2 separate regions of the Gossypium hirsutum genome follow, and region 2 is linked to region 1. Evidence: chromatin contacts called from public Hi-C data. All regions are on one chromosome and are shown on one strand. The core of a region is the stretch at or near the end of the contact, and the rest is flanking DNA. Distances in the headings are between cores, read along the strand shown.

The links. A called contact is a pair of places that touch in the nucleus more often than the background predicts.
Region 2: a contact with region 1 is called in a Hi-C map of leaf, with 1.9 times the contacts expected there. The contact joins the promoter of LOC107891758 here to the promoter of LOC107891753 in region 1. A contact is called at or near these places in 6 of 34 Hi-C or Micro-C datasets (anther, hypocotyl and leaf).

Annotation. Positions count from the first base shown.
Region 1 is chrA11:94,151,309-94,157,398 of Gossypium_hirsutum_v2.1, reverse strand. It overlaps LOC107891753 (nucleolar MIF4G domain-containing protein 1), which reads left to right and starts at 3,685. Exons shown (of 12, transcript XM_016816643.2): 1 at 3,685-3,948; 2 at 4,026-4,785; 3 at 4,874-4,941; 4 at 5,328-5,410. The coding sequence starts at 3,856.
Region 2 is chrA11:94,311,010-94,317,099 of Gossypium_hirsutum_v2.1, reverse strand. LOC107891758 (splicing factor SF3a60 homolog) reads left to right here and starts at 2,729. Exons shown (of 13, transcript XM_016816659.2): 1 at 2,729-3,119; 2 at 3,646-3,893; 3 at 3,982-4,095; 4 at 4,285-4,389; 5 at 4,513-4,655; 6 at 4,786-4,882; 7 at 5,098-5,262; 8 at 5,914-5,985. The coding sequence starts at 3,720.

The DNA of each region.
Region 1 (6,090 bases), core at 2,436-4,935:
AGCATCCAATTGCAAATTTCAAGCCTAAAACAAGTTCCAAACACTCAATTCAACATCACATTCACAAAACACACAAGTATCAACAATTAAGTTCCGTTAAAATTTTCTACTCACTACATGAAACGGGTGAAAGTTTACTTACCTCAAATTCCTAATACATGTTCCGTTCCTAAGTAAAATGGAAGGCGTTAGATGTCCCTTGAATCTCCCCTAGTATATCTAAACACAATGCACAACAAGATTATCAGGTTCAAGATTTTGGAAAAAATCCCCAAATCACACAACAACGTAATATAACAATGACAATTGACTCAATTTACCTTAAAGCACATTAGAACAAGAAATACCATTACCCGACGAAGCAATTTCACAAGGCGAACATAACAAAAAGAAAAATTTTAAGAAGAACGTACTAAACAAAATAAAATAATTTTAGAAAGAATAAGGATAAAAAAAGAAATAAAAAAAAGTCTAAGTAACACTAGAGGGAAAGAGCATTTAAAATTTCAATTTTGAAAAAAAAGTGCAAAAATGTAATCCTTGTTTCGTACGCAGAGACTTGAGCACGAAACTAGGGAATAGGCAGATGCTTAATCAGTAAACCAGCAGGCTCATTCTTGACATAAAAAGGCACTGAATTCAACTTAAACAATGAATCCTAAGTTACAGGTTCAAATAAAGAAACTAACAAATTCCAAAATTTATGTGACTCAAACCTCAAATCTCAAGTGGGCAAACATAACACACAACCACAAAAGTAGACACATATTTATCGACACAACTTAATAACAAAACTCAAATTTTGGCGCATTACAGACGGTCAAGAATATGACTAGAGAACTACCTTGCATCTCCCCGCTAGTGAGGGTCATGCCTCTATTGTTGAGCTTCTTCTCCTTTATAAGGCCAATATTAACCTCATTGATCAATGGAACTGTAGTGTATGCACCCAACTTCATTGCCGTTTTTGTATTAATGTTTGCAATTCAATTAGTTAGTGAAAACTACAAATTTAGGGTTTAATTTCTTCGGTTTTTATTTGTGAAGCCATATATAGATGCAAGACTTTATATACATCAGGATATATGTAGGATCCTAGAAGTAAATAGAGGCAAAGACATGGATGATAAAGAATTCATCAAGGATCAACCAACATAGAATGATCAAGCTCCCATTGTAACACCCCCAAACTCACCGGAACAGGGTTACGGAGTATTACCAACCATTTCAGTTCAAATATAAACATTACACAATTAAATAACATACATTTCATAAATTAATCAATCTAATGACCTAACATACTTTAACCATAATATCCAAATTAGTTCAAAAACCACCATTTGAACCAAAATAAGATTATACTAATTTCAACTAAAATATATCATTTAATAGCTATAACCCAAAACATATTTATATAAGTACCAATATTAACTTATACTTCATTTACAAACATTATCCAAAATGACAAGTATAACATCCTAGATACATGCCATTTACCAAAAAGAAATGTACATCACCACTTTGAGTTCGGGATCGGCTCTGGATGCTGATTCAACGATATGACTTTACCTAACCTGCTCACGGAAACAAATCGTACGTTGAGTATAAACTCAATGGTATTTCTATAATTCAAATACGTATTAAGAAAAAATTTATATTATTTATATATATTCACACAAACATAATCATTCAAACAATTAATCAATTTCTTATACATATCATTCATAACACTTTCAATTATCATCTCTTCTATATCAATCTCATAATTGCTATTTAATAACTTTTCATAATAAGATACTCAATTCAATTTCAATATTAATATCCTTTTCATGAATCCATGATTCATGCAATGCATTTCAATTGCATATTTCATTTCCTTTTTCATTCCAATCCAATTCAATATCATTCAATACCATTCAATAATAATCAATTCTTCAATACATTTGTACATCCCTATTAACATGACTTGAACTTGGACGGATACGCGGATCCAACCAAAACACACCAGTACGGCACTCAGTGCCTCATTGGCCATGCCGAAGTGAATCGATACCTAGTACCTCATCGGATTTAATCTGAAGCAATAATACGACACATAGTGTCTCATTAGAATTATCCGAAGCAATATTACGACAGATATAGTGCCTCATCGACTCGAGGTCGAAGTATCCCTGAACACTTCTAATCCTATGGTATGCCAACTATATCTGACTCAACCCAATATAGTTAATAGGGTATTCAATTCATTTCTCAATTCATAGTAATTATACATTTCAATATCAATTTCACAATAGTCACAAATCATCGTAGTCTCAATTCAGTATCAATATAATAACAAATAATACTCAATTCAATTCCATTTTATTCAATTCAACACCACAATTATCCAATATTCAAATTCATATTAATCACAATTTCACATACATTCAATTCAATATCAAAACACTAATACTTACCTTAATATCTTTTCATACACATATAATCAAAATTCAACAATTAATAATTAAATTCGGATTATAGAAATACAAACCGTATTTTTTTGAGTCACTCGTTGTTGACTTTCTCTTTTCCCTTTTTAGCCAATGTTTCCGGTTCAACGTTAGCTATTAAGCTTTAAACCTTGAAACCCCTATTTCCCATTTCTTTCTTTCTTTTCTTTCTTCTCCCCTGTTTTTGGTTTGGCTATTCTATTTCTTTTCTAACTTTGTTTCTTTATTTCTTTATTTAATTTATGTTTTATTAGATTATATTATATTAACTAAATAATTATTTCTTAAATTAAAAGTAAATACATATATTTATTACAAATGTATATGTATATTATTTAATACATATGTATTTTATTTTTACCACACACTTGGCACTTATGGCTTAATTGCTAATTTAGTCCCTCATCTTTTCTTTATTCTACAATTAAACTTTCACGTTTTATTCAATTTAATCCTTACACTAAATTAACCTTAATTCAAGCTAATTTGCCTAGCCAAAACCTAATTAACCTCACAATTAACTTCGTAAATATTTTTAATACATATTTATGAACCCGTTTTACTAGAACAATGACTCGAAAATGCACTTTTCCAATAATCGTAAATTTCAGGTCTTACACCCATGGTAATAATAATTTCAAAATTACAATGCTTTCAATTCTATTAATATATGTGTTTTGTTGATTGTTATTGCAACCAGTTCGACATGAACTTGATTCAAGTGAAGTAATTGATATCTCAAAACTGGATATTGACAAGTCTTCAGTAATTAACCTTCAGGCTGCTTAAATAACAAGAACTGTGTTTTTTAAATGAACTTTGATGAGGATGAAGATTTTTGAAGAATGAAGATCTTCATTTTGGTGGCCTTTGATAGAAGCTCTCGACAATGGTGGATAGAGTTATAAAAGGAAGAAAAATAATAAGAAAAAAATTTAAAAATATATATTTAAATTATGTGATAATAACATGAAAGCCACGTCACCATTTGATGGGCCAGCTATGTATTTGTCCAACACTTAATGGCTGCTAATGGAAAGTGACCAAATTGTTATTAATTGATAACGCCTGTGACCTACTTGTTAGAATTGAAACATTGATGACCAAGACGTAAACTTAAACAAAGATATAGGATTATTTTTGTAGTTTAACCTAAATATAATATAGGGTACAAGTTTTTTTTTGCCACCAGAGTACAGCGTTTAGTAACCCTACATTTTTGTTCATTTATTTTGAACCGTCTTTCCTCTTTCTTCTATCATCTTCCTCCTACCATCGTCCCTCTTCTCTGTCTCGTCTCCGTAAATCAGTTTTGTTTTCTTCTCTTCTCATCTCAGTTTGCATTCACCGCCGTGTCCGCTAGTTTATGCTGGATCTGACCCGTATCCTGTGTCGGAATCCGTGTCGGGTAGTGTCGACACAGGTCCTGCACCCAGATTGCCGAGTCCTGGTAACGAAGGTGAGAACAATTAGGAAAAAAATTGTAGGACAACTAAGGTCACTCTCTGTTATATGATGTTAATTCTATGATTACAGAAATCACTGAGGATGAAGAGAAAAGCAGGGAATTTAAAGTCGAAAAAGGGGAACAAAATAAAGAATTCACGAATGCAGCTTGTTAAAGAAAATGATATTGTTCAACGAGTTAGTGAATTGAAGTCTGAGGAAGATCATGATGCTAATGAATCTAAGATAGCTAAAGCGAAGAAGGATTTGAAAAGAACATCGAAAACCAAGTTCGAGGAGTATCTTGAAATGGAGATGCCAAATTCGGACATGCTTGCACAAGAGGACTTGGAATTGGAGAAGAAACTTGCTAAGAAACTTAAGGTGAAGGGTGGTAAATTAAGGGGAGATGATGATGGGCTTAATATTTTATTTGAAGGATTTTCTGATGAGGAAGCTGTGAACCATTCTTTAAGTAAGAAACGAAAAAAGAAAAAGTCAGTGCAGCAGGCTATCAAAGATGATATTGGAGATGACTCAACTAATGAAGCTTCCGAAGGGGAGGAGTATTCAGAGACAACAGTGGAAGAAATTCCTGTGAAGGCACCTTCACAAAAGAGGCGTAAGAAGAGGAAGTCTTTGCTGCAAGGACAAGAAAGTGACATTGTGGGTGAAACTGCCCTTTCTGTTACCCCGCATTCTGAATGCCACAATGCAGAGGTAGCGTCAGGTGAAATTTCAACTAAGGCTCTTGGAATGGAGAGCAGCGGGAAATATGTTGCTCCTCACTTGAGATCCCAGACAAAGAATGAATCAGAGGAGCAGACTCGAATGCGCAGACGTGTACGAGGTATGGATATTCACTTTTAATGAACTTTAGTAAGTTCACTTCTCGTTTTTGGAATTTGACATGCCACTTATTTTTCTCTATGTTCCAGGTCTTCTTAATAGGCTTTCTGAATCTAACGTGGAATCAATTACAGGAGAAATGGCCTCAATTTTTCGTGTATGCTGCTATGCTGTCTATAGCTTTTTGTTTCAATAGACTTCATATCAAGCCTTCTGAATCTTACTGCAATTGATTTAAGCTATATATGCACTCTCACTCTGAGTAAATATAATTGGTTGTTATATTAATCTTTTCTAGCATAAGTGCATAAAACTGGTACAGTTGTTTCCAACTAGGTTAATACAGGGGCTGTGGTTTTACTGAAACTGCATTTACGAGTTTGTTGGTTAATTTAAGGAAGTTAATATAATACCAAAACAACTTCCATTCTTGTGATAGGTTTTCAAAGAAATTAGCATGCGGTTGCCTATGCAGTATCCTCTGCTTTTACATTTGGAAATTAAAAGGTATAATGTTAACTATATAATTTTACTCTTTGACAGTCTGTTAGTCGCAGTGTTAGCTCCCAGATTATCAGTGAGGAGGTCTTGGCATCTTGTTACAATGGTCCACGTGGCAATGAACAGTTAAGAGCAATCTTGCCTATCTCTTTATTTGTATAATTCTCCATTATAAGTAAAAAAAGTCCTTTCTTTTTTTTTTTTCTCCTAAAAGGTTTCCTTCCTCTTTAATTCTGTCATCTTTCCTTTAAAGTACCTAATTTTTCAGTTTATATGTATGCTATGTATGGGAATTTTGTTTAATGTGCCTATACTTATTGCCATTGATTGTTAATTTGCACTTGACATTGTACTATGACAAGTAAAGTAAATTTTAATTCTTATGAATTTTTGCTTACTAAACATGATGTAATTGTTATTCTAATATTCAATTTGATATTTGTTAATCAGAGGAAGAAACAGTTGAAATATTAATAATGGAAGGTAAATCACTATTGTTTATTTTTAATTTGTCGTTATTTTTGGTTAGAATAGCTATAATGGAAGTCAGATGAATAATAATTATTGTTGCTATCTTTCCACAATATATATAGCCAAAATAGTAGCTACACAGCTGTGGAAAGCATATTTATAGTGTGATTTGAAGCTCCACTTTCTCATTCCAACAATACATTCTTCATGTGGTAATAACTGTATTCCTTATCAAGCACAAGTGATTTACCTTCTAGATGCAATACTTGTGATCCTTATTAGAGTACATTAGCAGAATATCATGTTTGTTGCATACTACCATTCGTCGGGTTAG
Region 2 (6,090 bases), core at 1,480-3,979, 160 kb before region 1:
ATTCTTAGCTTCTTCTACCTCTTCATTGAGCCTCATCTTATATGTAAACAAAGAATTGATGAGCTCATCCAAAGTCAACTTTTCTAGATTCTTTATTTTTCAATTGTGGTCACCTTGGCTTCCCATGATTTAGGCAAGCTTCAAAGCATCTTCCTCACAACTTCTTCATTAGGATAGGTCTTTCCATAGGATTTTAGCTCGTTGATGATGATGGTGAATCTATCAGACATAACTTTGGTGTCCTCCTAAGGCTTCATCTTAAAGGTCTGGTAATTGAGAGTGAGGATTCCCACTTTTTACTTCTTTATTTGGCTAGTTCCATCATGAGTTAACCTCAAGTTTATCCCATATCTCCTTGGCACTCGAACATGATGATACTCTACTCTACTTATCCGGACCAAGTGCATAAAAGAGAGTGTGCATGGTTTTGGCGTTGAGCTGAATACTTCTTCTATATTCTTCGTTCCATTCTTTCTTACTCTTTGGAAATAAGAGTTCTCCTTCTTGCTTGAGTGGTATTGAAGGGTCATCCATGATAATGTCTCAAATCGTAAGATCATTTGCTTGGATGAATATCATCATCCTTGTATTCCAATATGAATAATTAACACCATTAAAATAAGGAGACTTGGACATAAATTAAGACTCACCAAGAAAATTTGAGCCAGAAGTAGACATCATTGTAGGAATTGAGTTGATGATTGTTGAGCTTCCTCAAGGATCTCCTCTTTAGTTGTTAACCCATCTAAAAGAGACTACCTTTAATATCAATTGTTAGATCAAATAATCAAACCGAAATTTCCAAGAGGGGGTGAATTAACTTTTAAAATCTTTGTGAAAGCTAGAGAGAAAGGATAGAAAATTTTGACACAAGAATTTGGAGTGGTTCGGTCCCAATTGCCTACTCCACTACCTTAGCTTTCCACTACTAAGGAGTTTCTCAAATTCACTAATTTGATAACCTTTGAGGACAAGGTTTAACCTTACAAACTGACTTAAGGTTTCTACTCAAACCTTAAGAACAAACTCTCTCAAAGATAAAAAAAGAAGCAAACAAAGAAATAATCCTTACTAGATCAATGTGTATGCAAATTAAATTCAATTACAATGAAGAACACTTGAGCAAATGGAATAAAAATAAAGATCACAAGTGTATGAAAGAAAAGCATGGAAATATTTGGCACAACGGTTGTTTGATTGATCTTTTTACTTGAATATGCTTTCTTGTTGTTGTAGGATCTTTAGAAGCTAGTATTTATACCCCTAATTGATTTTCAACTGTTGTGGTTGTTGGAGATATGAATAAAGCCATTGGGGATGTAAAAACCAATGCATTTAATTCAGTTACAACAGTGAGTATTGATACCAGTTAAAATGGTATTGATAAATTTTGCATTAAAAGCAAAATTCAGTGACTATTGGAGCTGAAATATCGGTACTAGACAAATTTTATCTATATCATATGAAAGGTATCGATAGCGAATTGATAGTTAGCTGAATTTGTGACAAACATAATGCCAATTTGGTACCATATTTAAATGAGGTGTTGATATTTTGAAAACTATCGATACTTGGCCAAAAAGTACTGATACTTTTTAACTTGATTTTAAGGTTGATCCAAAAATTTCCTAAGAGTTTTAAGGTAAAGATTCAAAATTTTATCTCTTAGACTTCATTTGAGAAATCATTTTGTCAATTTTATTCAACTTTAACTTTACACTTTAATTTGTTATATTAAAACATATCATCAAATAAAAGCTTAATTTAACATAACTTATGAAATTAAGATACCCTTGTATATATTAACCCTTTTATAATTCTCATAATTCTTACTAAATTTAAAATAATTTTCTTTATTTTTTTATAATTACTTGAAAATTCATGTTTAGGATAAATATGACTATCCTTGTCCAAGTTCAAATGTCGAGATACTTAAATATCAAAGTACTTAACCATGCAATTTTTCTTATTTAGGTGCTGAAAGTTTTTTTTTTAAATCAAAGTAGGTACCTAAAGTTTTATTCTATTATCACTTTAGGTATAAACTATTAACTCTAGTTAAAAGAAAATTCAAACTAATCAAATTATGATACATGACGGTTTTAATTTGTTACCACTTTAGGTACTTAAATTATGTAACTTTTCCTATTTAAGCACCTAACTTTTTTTTATTAAAGTAGGTACATGAACTTTTATTCTGTTATCACTTTAGGAATCAATTGTTAACTCTCTTTAAAAACAAAATTCAAACCAATCAAATTGTGACACATGATATTTTTAATCTGTTACCACTTTAGGTATAAAGTTTTTTTTTCAAAGTAAATTCCTAAAGTTTTATTTAGTTACCATTTTAGGTACCAACCGTCAACTCTTAGTAAATAAAGAATTCAAACCAATCAAATTATGACATGTGAAATTTTTAATTAAAAATTGTAAATATTTTTATCCCATAGTTAATGTCATTTTTAACTTATCATAATTTGATTGGTTTGAATTTTTTTAATAAGAATTAACCGTTAATATCTAGAACTTTAAATACCTATTTAAAAAAAAACGTTTCAGGTACGAAAAAAATACATAATTTAAGTAACTATTTTATATATATATATATTTTTAAATAATCATAAAAATTGTATTTATTTTAAATATTTTTAAAAAAAATTGTATTTTTTTGTCTTTCTCTTCTTGTACCATCATATCAGCCCTTAGTAAAATTAGGGTCTCCACGGTAGTTTTACCCATTTAAATATTTTCACTTTCCCATGAATCATTTCACTTACCAGAACCTCTCTCCTTCCACGCGCAAGAAATCGCATCCAAACCCTTAAAGAAATCCGCCGCCGCTGTTTAACACCGTAATCGGTACCATTCAAGCCTTTCTCAAACTCAAACTAAGCCATGCATTCTCTATTTTCTAAATATACAAAGAAAATCACTAAAAACAGTTCTCACCACAGACAAAGCAAACTAGAATAACTCTATAATACCTTGCTCCGTCACCGAACACCGCCTTCGCCTGCCGTCCAATCAGCCACCGGTTTTGACTCGCGGCTTGTCCTCGACTTTGATGGCTTCCCCACTATCCGGATTTTGACTAGTGCTTTGGTTTTCAAAGATCTGTAAGGGATGGCTCCTCCTTTTAATTGCTTCTCCGGTTTCTTTCTTTCTTTGTTTGCTGACTTTTGGTTTGGTTATGGGTGTTGATTTAGGGGATCGGTTAGGAGGTAGTGTGGTAGGGATTAGAAATGGTGATAGTGTACGTGTGCGGTGATATGGTTGTGACAGGCTTGAGTGGGGGTTTGCTGGGTTATTCAGGGTTTAGGGATGATGCTAATAGTAGTTTAGGTGATGCATGTTGAACAGTGAGTGAAGGTTGTTGGGTTAATGGCTGGAGTTTGGGGTCAATAGAGCACATGTTTCGTGTGAGACTATGGTTGTGAAGGATGGTGTTTACTGGTGGACTCGATAAGGCTTGGTTAGTAGGGGTTTAAGAGAGGGCCATTTGGTGGCCGCAATGGGGCTAAGGATGATAGTCAGAGAGGGAGTAGGGATGGTGGGAGCCGAGAGGAGAGAGTTGTTGGGTTGGCGCAGCTTTGTTTCCTTGTACTCTCTCTCTCTTACTAACCTCCTTTATGCCTTTTTCAGGTGCTGTTTTAATTATTGGCTGAGATAAACAAACCCTAGACTGGTTGAATCAGCTAAGCCAACCGGAAGCCGAGATGTCCTCGACTCTACTCGAGGTGACTCGGGCTGCTCATGAAGATGTGGAACAGCTTGAGCGGCTTATAGTGAAGGACCTGCAAAATGATCCGCCTACTGCCAAAGATAGATTGTATCAGAGCCACCGCGTCCGCAATAATATTGACACCATCATCTCCACCACTGAGAAGCTAGTAATACTTCCCTATCCTATGTGAAATTGAGTTACTGCTATATCTTTATTTTGTGTTTATTTTTGTATTTATTTTTGAACGGCTTCAGATTGAGATATACGAAGATAAAGACAATGCTAGGAAAGATGAAATTGCTGCTCTTGGAGGTCAAACGGCTACTGGAATTAATGTCTTTAGTGCATTTTATGATAGATTGAAGGAGGTAACTGTTTACTTTGTTTTTAACCTGGAGACAAAAATGCTAACCTGGAATTTTGTACTAATCCTGCTTTTTTCTTAGAAGCATGAATAAATCTGAGTGATTTTGATTTTCAAAGTTTTTGTTTTAGCAAAGGAGGAGAAATTTAATCCAAAATTGATGTTTAGTGAAGTAATTATTACTCAAATGCAGATTCGTGAGTACCATAGAAAGCACCCGGCTGCTCGACTTGTCAATGCTAATGAAGATGATGAGGCTTTACTCAAGGAAGAACCAGTTATTGAGTTCAGTGGCGAGGTCTCTTCTCACCCCCTCCCCAACACTTGCATACAATTAAGCACCTTTTGTTGCTGTAATTTCCTATTTTATGTGGTATTTTCTTTCTGCCATCTGGTCTTATTTGTTAGCTATTCATTTCAGGAAGCCTTTGGTCGGTACCTGGACCTGCACGAATTGTTCAATCAGTACATTAATTCTAAATTTGGATCCAAAATTGAATACTCAGCTTACCTCGACGTCTGTTCACAGCCGCACAATATCCCTTGGAAATTGAAGTCAACACGGTAAAATATGCTCAATTCTATTTTTAATCTTGCTTTTCTTTAGGTGCTTTACCACAGCTTAATTTCTTTCTGCGGTTCTACTTATTTGGCATGCTTCTTATACTGTATTTACAAATATTGTTATCTATAGGCAATACAGAGAGTACATGGAGAATTTGCTGGAGTATCTTATTTACTTCTTTCAGAGGACTGAACCACTGCAAGATCTTGACAGAATCTTTTCCAAGGTTTCATATTATTTACATCAAAAGTTAATTGAATATCTTTATCCAAAAATAGATTCTTAAACACTAGGATGCTATGATGCTAAACTCGAACCTATTTTGTAACATGGGGTTATTGATTTTTTAGAAAAAGAATTGACATGAGTGATGAGTCTTACGTGAGCTATAAATAAAATGGTTCTGATAAATTGAAATACATTTATGGTGGTTTGTGATAGGTTGAGGCTGAGTTTGAGGAGCAGTGGGCTAATGGCCAGGTACAAGGATGGGAAAAGCAAGGTCAAGAAAATGAAGATGATCCTGCGCAACATACCATGATTGATCTTGATTATTACAGTACAGTTGAAGAGCTTATGGAAGTGGGTCCAGAAAAGTTAAAGGAGGTAATTTTGGTCCTCTTTGATTATGTTCATCATTGCTAGACACTTTTTGTTGTAGTGACTCCAATCTCTTCAGTTCAGTGCTTAGAAATGTGAGTTTTCCATTTCTTTTAGGCAAATGCATGACCAAGTTGTAGTAAAGAGTGAAAAATGAAGAAACATGTTGCTATTGTATTATCTGATTTTGCCACTGTAAACATCTTATCTTGATGGTTACTTTCAAATTAATTAATTATTTTGAGAATGAAAAATATTATGTGGTTCTGGCTATAAAGAAAAATATTTTGTGGTTCTGGCTATAAAAAAAAATATTATGCGGTTCTGGCTATAAATTCTTATGCTGTGATTGTGTTCATTTATGCTATGTTTGGAAACATAAATTTGAAAATTTAGATTTGGAATTCATTTGTAACCTCAGAGTAGTTCTCTTCTGTTTTAATTGCTGTAATGTGGGTTTTAAGATCCATTGCAATTACATGTCAAGCTTTTCACTTTGCCAGAACCTCAAAGGCGTTTCTGTTTGAGATTTTTGACGGAATTATTTGATATGTACTTGAAATACTTTGCTAACAGCCTAAAAGTTAAAAATGAATTAGATCTTATTGGGCTTCCTTCTTAGTTGATGATGGGTGAATTGTCTATTTATCCCTGCAGGCTTTGGCATCATTAGGACTAAAAACTGGTGGTACTGTCCAGCAGCGTGCAGAGAGGCTTTTCCTAACCAAGGTAATATGTGCTCTGACCTTTCATTTTCTCGAAATACCCATATCTGTTGCTTATCTAGGCTTGTATTTCTTCCAAAGATCTTCCAAGTACATGGTTCATATATAT